2 separate regions of the Mus musculus genome follow, and region 1 is linked to region 2. The links are chromatin contacts, called in public Hi-C maps. All regions are on one chromosome and are shown on one strand. Each heading gives the region's core, a stretch centred on a gene start, on an enhancer-like site or on the middle of the called end of the contact. The rest is flanking DNA. Distances are from core to core; before and after follow the strand shown. Region 1 overlaps Faim2 (Fas apoptotic inhibitory molecule 2). Region 2 overlaps Nckap5l (NCK-associated protein 5-like).

What was found. Hi-C and Micro-C count contacts between places; a contact is called where the count stands out from the background.
Region 1: a Hi-C map of the N1E-115 cell line shows a contact between it and region 2, with 4 times the contacts expected there. The contact joins two enhancer-like sites. A contact is called at or near these places in 1 of 15 datasets of contacts at CTCF or cohesin (embryonic stem cells), 12 of 484 Hi-C or Micro-C datasets (the G1E-ER4 cell line, the HL-1 cell line, the N1E-115 cell line and 7 more), 5 of 115 datasets of contacts at active chromatin or transcription factors (Th17 cells, embryonic stem cells, large pre-B cells and 1 more) and 3 of 9 other capture datasets (adipose tissue, liver and pancreatic islet).

The regions. Positions count from the first base shown.
Region 1 is chr15:99,496,128-99,500,393 of GRCm38.p6, reverse strand. It overlaps Faim2 (Fas apoptotic inhibitory molecule 2), which reads left to right. Exons shown (of 12, transcript NM_028224.4): 12 at 97-3,389. The coding sequence ends at 246. Among named protein-coding and RNA genes, the nearest start is that of Bcdin3d, 24 kb to the right of the region's middle. Within about 2 kb of position 2,248, at least 105 of the 459 cell types and tissues checked have an H3K27ac peak or open chromatin away from gene starts, as enhancers often do. A contact at or near this core is called in the HL-1 cell line, the N1E-115 cell line, adipose tissue and 2 more, where this site is marked.
Region 2 is chr15:99,419,617-99,424,000 of GRCm38.p6, reverse strand. It overlaps Nckap5l (NCK-associated protein 5-like), which reads left to right. Exons shown (of 13, transcript NM_001001884.1): 10 at 1-48; 11 at 327-635; 12 at 723-865; 13 at 1,093-1,967. The coding sequence ends at 1,302. Among named protein-coding and RNA genes, the nearest start is that of Nckap5los, 11 kb to the left of the region's middle. RefSeq lists an enhancer at 2,444-4,047. Within about 2 kb of position 2,575, at least 176 of the 459 cell types and tissues checked have an H3K27ac peak or open chromatin away from gene starts, as enhancers often do. A contact at or near this core is called in the HL-1 cell line, the N1E-115 cell line, adipose tissue and 2 more, where this site is marked.

The DNA of each region.
Region 1 (4,266 bases), core at 999-3,498, 77 kb before region 2:
AGCAGGGACGCTTGACAGCCCGGTAGTAAACCAGCAGCTTAGCCCCTCAGTGTCACAGACTGAACATCTGACCTCTCGTTCTTCCCTCTTTTCCAGTTCCTGGCCTTTGATACCCAGTTGCTGATGGGTAACCGTCGACACTCGCTGAGCCCCGAGGAGTATATTTTTGGAGCCCTCAACATCTACTTAGACATTATCTATATCTTCACCTTCTTCCTGCAGCTTTTTGGCACCAACCGGGAATGAGGAGCCATCCCCGCCCCCACCCCTCCTCCAGAGAATGTCCCTTCCCTGTCCTGTGACCCTCTCCGTGCTCCTGTGAGACCAGACATAAACTCGCTGCAGCCAGCTTGTGAGCAGCCGCTTGCTCCCTCCTGCAGCCAGCCCTCACGGTGTCCTTCTGCAGCTTGTACATATGCCATGCTTGGGGCCCTGCAGATCTGAGGCCATACCATCCCCTGCGGTGCCCCTGGCACCCAACTGCATCTTCCAAATGGCACAGTCAAGGCTGAGGGCACCTCTGGGTTTGCAGACCCAAGGAATGAGCAGGAGGAGCCCGGCAGGATCTCAGAGGTGGGGAGGAGACCCCAGGAAACCTGGCTGTGACTGTGACCCCCACCAAGTCTTCTAGGGCTCCATTTTCTCTTTCAGATCAAACAACCATGCTTCGTAAGAAAAAAATAGCCAAGGGGGCATGGCTAGAGCATGAAGTCAGGGCTCTGTGGCGTAGGGTGAAGCTGTCCCCAGCTGTCACTCGCTTAGCTGAAGGCCAGTTGCTTGTTCTAGGGACCTGGGAATAGAATGAGAATAGGAAGCCACTGGTTTCGTTACTTGCCTCAGTTTCCCCTCCTGGGTCATCCAGGTCATAGAACAGGGGGGTGGGGGCAAGATGTGCTAAGCATAGCCTGAGCTCCCAGGGGAAGCTGGGAGGGCTGAACTGGGGGCTGTCAATCAAATTGCATCCACTGGAAAGGCACATATGACCATAGGGCTAGAACCCCATCTCTCTCTCTCTCTTTCTCTCTCTCTCTCTCTCTCTCTCTCTCTCTCTCTCTCTCTCTCTCTTCCACTCAGTGCCATTCCCACAGGCCTGAAGGGGAGGTGGGGTAGAGGGCCTGGTGTGGAAGTGGTTCTGTCTGCTGGACTAGCCCTTACCAGGGGCTGTCCTTCAGGCGCTTCTACATGCATTTCCTGGGTCTTCCCCTGTATTCTGCTGCACTCTGTCTTACCTGCAGCCTGAAGAGTAGAGGCATCCATTTCCCTCCCCCCAGCTTCCCTGGCCACTCAGCCCAGAGTCCCTGGGCCCTTGCCCCCTTATCTCCACATCTCTGTAATTTGGAAGCTGTCCAGCTAATGGTCACAGCCAGGGCCAGTCCCTTGAGCCTATCCCTTGCGATGAGGCCAGAGCTCCTTATCAACCTCCAGGCTGCTGGGATCTCAGGCAGAGTGTGCGTCAGCCACCCTGCCCTGGCTGACTGCCTGTTGGAGAGGGGACCAGGGGCCCACACCTGGGGCAGCATGTGGGCGACACATGCACCCGGCCAGCTCTAGTCCAGTGGAAAGTTACTGGGTGAAGGCTACAAGGCCCTGAGTGGATGCAGGGGACCCTGTCTGCCCCAGGAAAGGGGACTAGGTAGCCCATCCATTCCCACCCCTACCCTTTCCCACCCTGCCTACTCCAGCCTTTGAGAAATATTACAGAAGCATTTGAAATTTTGTTCCATCTTGGATATTTGAGGAGGGAGGGTGGTATGGAGGGACAGTTGGGGTGGGTGCTGGTTCAAATGAGCCTACTTGCAGCAGTCCAGACTGGTCCTGCAGGGTTATCGGCATATCCCCATTTCAGAAGCAAAGCCAAGTAGCTCCGGAAGGCTTGGATAAACCCACTGTCGTCTAATAAACCTGAGGGACAGCCCACAGCTACTTCCTCCAGTCTGAGTCTGGGCTGGATTGAGACTTGTGTAGCCCATAGGTGTGTGGGTAGACAAGCACTGACATCTCCGGGGAGTTGTGACACCCCCACCTGCCACTGTCACCCAGCCTGCGGATGCCAAACTCTTAGCTTTTCCCTCCCTGGAGGTCAGCTGGGAAGCAGGGTTCTTGGCTTCTGGTTCTGACCCCACTGCCAACAGACTTATTACTCTCTGTGACTCTGTTTTCCTATCTGCAAGATGGAAGTCCCCAACCGGTGCCAGTGGGGCAGGGAGAGAGGCACCAAGACACTTGGCTGACTTCCTCCTCTGCTTGTTCCCCTTTGAGTGCCTTTCCTAATCTCCAGCTTCAGTTCTAGAAAGGTTTAGAGTCCCTCCCCCACCCCCACTGACATGTCACCCTCACACTGGCCAGTTTCCCAGAATCCACTTGTCCAAGTCCTCTTCTGAGACAATTTATGCAGAGAGCGAGGATTGAGAAAAATTTTCCAAGGCTAAGTTCCAAAAACCATTGGGGGAGGGGCAAGCCCTCAGCCATAAATAATGTGACCAGGGCACAAGTCACAGTGATCTCAAAGATGGCTGGTGACGGTGGGGAGGCACGGCGGCTGAACTGGCTCCAGGGCCAGAGAAAGCCTTGATGTTGACCCCTGGTGGGGCAGTGAGGAGTCCCAGGGACACCTGGGTGGGTCTTGGCAGGAGGAAGGGCGGAGAAACAAGAATGCAGGATTATGAGGAATGCGGGATTATGAGAAACCTAAACTGGGCAGGTGCGGCAAGCTGTGTAGGAGGAAGGACTGACGCCTCCTGGCCCCCCGCATTTTTAGCTTGGGTGTAGCCAGACCTATGACGGGGTAGATTAGATTTCATAAGGCTTGAGGGAGCCAGGAATATCTGATGTGAGGCTCAAAGCTCTCTGAGAAACCGTGACAGACCAGGATGTCCCCTCCGAGGCTCAAGATGGGACCAAGTAGGGGCATTAAGTCCCTCACTCCCCACACCAATTCCTGGGTCCATGCACAGCTTTTTCAGTATAGCCCAAGGAAGCCACAAGACATCCTTGGGTGTGGTATGGTTCTTCCATTCCATACCCTTTCTTCTGTGTTAGCCTGCAGGATCCCTTAAGTACCCTTATTCCAATAGGCCAGGGTGGGGGGTGGGGGCGTGTCAAGTTGGGAATTTTACACAAGGACTTTGCTGCCCCCTTCTGGCTGTTAGAGGAAAAGCAGAGTCTGGCTTTGCACAAACCCATCTCTATTCAGTCCCCTGCTCTGAGTGTCAGAGAATGGAGATATAGCACCAGGCACAAGGACTTGCCTGCTACACACCCAGACGGGCCTGCCCTTTTGGCATCAGCTCTTCAAGTTCCCTATCTCTTCCGTGTGCCTGTCTCCGGCCTCACCTGCCCAAGATCTGTGACTGATTGGAAATAATAAAAGCAATTACGAAGACACCTGGACTGTTTGCTTGTGGCCTCAACTGGCTTTGTGGAGTGAGCTGTAGGGTGGCTTTCTTGCAGGAACTACGTAAAATCCCCATCTTTGCTTTCCTGGGAAAAGGTGAGGGGTCCTCCTGCTCAGGACACCTTTGCCTGGGAGCATTCTTCACACTGACCAAATCTTATTGGTCCATGGGAACCTGCTCTTTTCCGGGCCCTACTGGCAGAAGAGTCTTTTTTGAACAAAGGTGTTTCCTTAAGATGGAGAGCCCGGACATTTCGCAAAGCAGTAGGTTTGAACCTATACAATGAGAATTTCGTGGGACTATCTTGTGCATCCCAGAGCTACAAAACTTACAGCACATGGGCAAAAGCATCATTTAAGAGGAGGGAGGAAGGGAGGGGGTGGAGAGAGGGAGGGATCTACTCCAACTGTTTTATTTTACATAGGAGGAAACTTAGAAGCAAAAGTTTCAGCGACCAGTCCAAGCTTATGCATAAATTACTGACAGAATGGGATCAAAGGACAAATCAGTTAATGATGATGTCATTAGATTTCCGTGGTGTACTGGGTAGTTTTATGTCAACTTGACACAAACTGGAGTCATCTGAGAAGTTAAGAAAATGCCTCCTTAAAATCAAGCTGAGGCGGGGCAGTGGTGGCGCACGCCTTTAGTCCCAGCACTTGGGAGGCAAAGGCAGGCAGATTTCTGAGTTCACGGCCAGCCTGGTCTACAGAGTGAGTTCCAGGATAGCCAGGGATACACAGAGAAACTCTGTCTTGGAAAACAAAACAAAAGATCATGCTGTAGGCAAGCCTGTAGGGCATTTAAGGCGCTGCCCATTGTGGGTGGTTCCACCTCAGGGCTGATGGTCCTAGGTTCTATTTAAAAGCAG
Region 2 (4,384 bases), core at 1,326-3,825:
CCTCTGAAGACAGCCTGGCGGAGCCAGTTTCCACCACGCACTTCACAGGTCAGCAGGGTTCCCTTCTCTCCTCATTCCCTGCCCCCCCCAGTAGTGCCAGGTCCTGGGTAGCATCTTAGTGCTCAGCCATGACTGTTGGGGATGTAGATCTCGGTGGCGGTGGAGAAATGATTCTCCCTGCCCTGAGGGGCACCTGTGCGAAGCTGAGGGGGAGTAGCAGGGGTGGGGTGAGTTCTGCAGGAGGAGCCTTTTGGGCCAGGAAAACCCTGAGTGGGCTGGCCTGAGCCTGAGCCTGAGCCCCATTCTGTGTGCCCTCTCCTCCACAGCCTGCGGCTCCTTGACTCGAACCTTGGACAGTGGCATTGGGACCTTCCCACCCCCAGATCACAGCAGCAGCGGAACCCCCAGCAAAAATCTCCCCAAGACCAAGTCACTGCGCCTGGATCCCCCACCAGGGGCACCCCCAGCTCGGCCTCCAGGCCTCACCAAAGTCCCCCGCCGTGCCCACACACTAGAGCGAGAGGTGCCGGGCATAGAGGAGCTGCTGGTGAGTGGGCGACACCCCAGCATGCCAGCCTTCCCTGGACTGCTCACAGCTCCCCCAGGCCACCGAAGCCATCAGACCTGTCCCGATGGTGAGTGTCCCCTCAAGTGGTAGGGCATCCCTAAGAGGCTCCTTGGAGCCGGACCAATGCATCCACTTCCCCCTTCTTCTTGGACAGATCCCTGTGAAGACCCAGGCCCTCCCCCACCTGTCCAGCTGGCCAAGAACTGGACCTTCCCCAACACCAGAACAGCTGGCAGCTCCAGCGACCCCTTCCTGTGCCCACCCCGACAACTGGAGGGACTGCCTAGAACCCCCATGGTAAGGCCACAGAAGGGAGGAGAGAGAGGCCTGGGTGCCTGGAGGGAGAGACTGGGAGATGGATGTCTCTGAGCTGTGTACAGCCAGCCAGCACCTCCTCTGGAGGTGAGGATAAGTTCGCCCACCCATCCCATTTTGGAAGAAGGCTTCCATTATTCCTGCCTCTGTGGACCCCCACAGCAGTCAGGGTGGCTACGATTCCTCTCTGAGCAGTACCTCTCCTCTAGGCCCTGCCCGTAGACCGAAAACAGAGCGTGGATCCCAGCCGCACATCTACACCTCAGGGCCCAGCATTTGGAGGCAGTCGTACCCCCAGCACGTCGGACATGGGCGAGGAAGGCCGAGTGGCCAGCGGGGGCGCCCCCGGGCTGGAGACCTCAGAATCCCTAAGTGACTCCCTCTATGACTCGCTATCCTCCTGTGGGAGTCAGGGTTGAGGGACCGCACCCACTACAGTTCCTCTGGAGCTAGGGACCCTCAACGACCTGCTTCCGCGCTCCACGCCCCACGCCTTTGGGCCGGTGAAGCTTGACCTGAAGGGACCAAGGAGAAAGAGGATAAGAAGGCGATGGGGGGTCCCTGGCGTATGCCACTGCTGCTGTGGATGCGACAACCATGCTCAGCTCAGGGAGAGACCTCATCCCCAGTCCCTTGACTCCCCCAGAGTAAGGCTCTGCTCTACGGGACCGGGGGCTCCAGGCTGCTTTGTCCCAGCTCCCACTTCAGGCCGAGCCATCTTGCGGTGCTAGGCTTCCTGCCCGCCAGCTGTGCCACCTCTGCCCAACCTGGCTGCAACCCTGCCCCAAAGCCCCCATGGGGCTGATTTTGGAAGCCCCAGGCTTATGGAGTTTGGGGGTGAGGGGGACAAGTCGCCTTCACTCTGCCCTGGTCCTCCCTGCTGTCTGAATGGTGCTGCCTCCCTTCCCCACATCGTGGGGTCTGTTTGTCTGTCTTCATCTTTGTTTTTATATATATATATATATATAAGCGCCTGGCCCAGTCCCCACCCCTACCCGCACTGCGGTTAATTTATCTGTTGTTGAAAAGCAGCCCTGCTTCTGCAGCATCCCTAATAAAACGTGGAGGCCTCTCCCCACCGTGACTGTTGTGTGGCAGCCCCCCCTTTGTGCTTGCTGGCTTCTCTATAATCCTTCGGGTGGACTGGTGGGTAGGTCCAGGGACCCTCGGGTGCTCTAATGAGGCTCTGTGCCCTTCCCCTGGAGGAGCTGGCTAGAAGGTGACTTACAGTGACCTGTGTAGATCTGAAGCCCAGAGGATGTCACTGACCAGAGGGCACACAAGGCCATGCAGCCTTGGTGAGAAAGATGGGGAAGAGGCCTGTGATCATGCGCTCAAACCTCTCTATGCTCCAGGTTGGGGACTGGCCAGTTCGGAGCAGTCCCACTGGCTTTATATATAGACACGGGACAGTCAGTGACTACCCAGGCCGAGAGGGGAAGAGCCTGAGAGGACTACCCTCACACCGGCACACTATGCTGTCTCTCAACTCACTTCCTCGTGCTTTATAAACCATCTCTATATGACTCGGGAGCACTAGAAGCCAAGGATATTTATCACCAGAGCTGGCGTTCCTAAAAAAACCTATCACTACAAACCTTGGTTTTCCTCATCTGTATATTAGACTGAGAGGCCAGGTGGCCCCGCCCCATCAGCAGCCTGAGGCCAGGTGGCCCCGCCCCTGTTCTCCTTCACGCTCTACGCTCCGCCCACATCTGCCATCTTCCCTTAGCTGACGCCATCACTGAAGAAATTAACAAGACCAGAACAGGGTCTGACAATGCAGTTTTGTCCCTGCCCCTTCCTAGGTGTACTAACGGAAGTCTGCATCTTGGTTTCTGACCAACTCCTGACTGGTTTCTTGACCTGTTATTGCCCTAAGCCTGATGCATTACATCATTTCCTGTTAGAACTGCGTTGGCCTCCTAGATCCCATTCCTTCCTGGAAAGGAGTTTGGCATGGTGGGCTTTCATCTTCACTTCAAAGCTAAGACCAAAATCCATGTTCTCGACAGGGTCTGCTCAGTATGCTAGGAATTTGAAAATACCAGGTGCCACCTCGGTCCCTGGGTCAGAATGAGTTGACTGGAGAAATGTCCCAGGGCAGGATAGGCTGCAGGAACCATAGTGGTCCCGGGAGGCAGCCCTGCCCACCATGGTCAGCCATAGCCCACATGACAATCTCCCCCTCCCCCAACTCCTGCCTGATCCCAGTCAGCCATAGCCCACATGACAATGGCCCCCCTCCCCGGACCCAGGGCTCGGTTCCAACTGAAAGAATTTGAGGGCGGGAGCATGTGGGTTTATTGATACTCCAGGGAGCCCGGTTTCTTGGCGCTCAAGGAAAGCTTTGCTGAAAACCTCCTTGATCATGGCTGGGGCAGAACACTTGGTGTCTCGGTTTGCAACAGCTGCTTGTAAAGTTACTGTGACCTCACTCTCCTCAAGAACAATGGGCGAATGTTCATGTAAGACCTCAGCCGGGTTTCCCAAACACAGGAAGTTCAGACTGCCAGACAGCTGCCCTCCCCCAAAAGGCCAAAGCCAAAAGGCGGGAAAGAGGCGGGCTCCGCACACTGGCACCTCTCCTTTTGCAGGAAGCCCCCCGCCCCCACCCCTCCCTCCGCGACACCCACACACACAAAGAAAAAGAAAAAAAAAATAGCCTCTCTAAGGCTGCCAGGGGTTTATTTTATTTCCTTTTTTCTACTTTTCCCCCCCACAAATAGTATGTTTTGTTTCCTTTAAAAAAAAAAGTTTAAAAAAAGAAAACATGCTCTGTAGCAAACCCCAGCTCTAGATCCCCGCCCTTATTCTCTGGGGTAATTCAAGTGTATAAATAAATCTCTTAAAGCCAAAAGTTCACGGTAAGTACTTGTGGGGTCGTCTGTGATTTTAGGGAAGGGGACCAGCTGTTTTTTAAAGATTTATTTATTATTATATCTAAGTACACTGTAGCTGTCTTCAGACACACCAGAAGAGGGAGTCAGATCTCATTAGGATGGTTGTGAGCCACCATGTTGCTGGGGTTTGAACTCAGGACCTTTGGCTCGGAAGAGCAGTCAGTGCTCTTAACCACTGAGCCATCTCTCCAGCCCCGGGGACCAGCTTTTTAAAAACGTTTTAATTATTAAAGACCTACAAATCTGGGTTGATTCACAGCCCTCTGTCCAGTTTCAGGGTACGGTTCTTGCTTGTGGGAACATGAACCCTAGTTTCAAATAGCTGGCACCTACATAAAAGCCAGGCTTGAAGGTGTGTGTCTATAACCTCAGCACTTGGGGGTGGGGGAGGGGGCCAAGCCAGGTGGATATCAGGACTTGATAAGTAGCCAGTTGGGTCAAATGGTAAATCGCAGGTTCAATAATAGATTGTCATAAGAAGAAAGCAAGGCCCAGCGTGCTAGCACTTAGGAGGCAGAGGCAGGCAGATCTATGAGTTCTAGGACAGCCTGGTCTTCAGGGTGAGTTCTAGGACAGCCAGGCCTACACAAAGAAACCC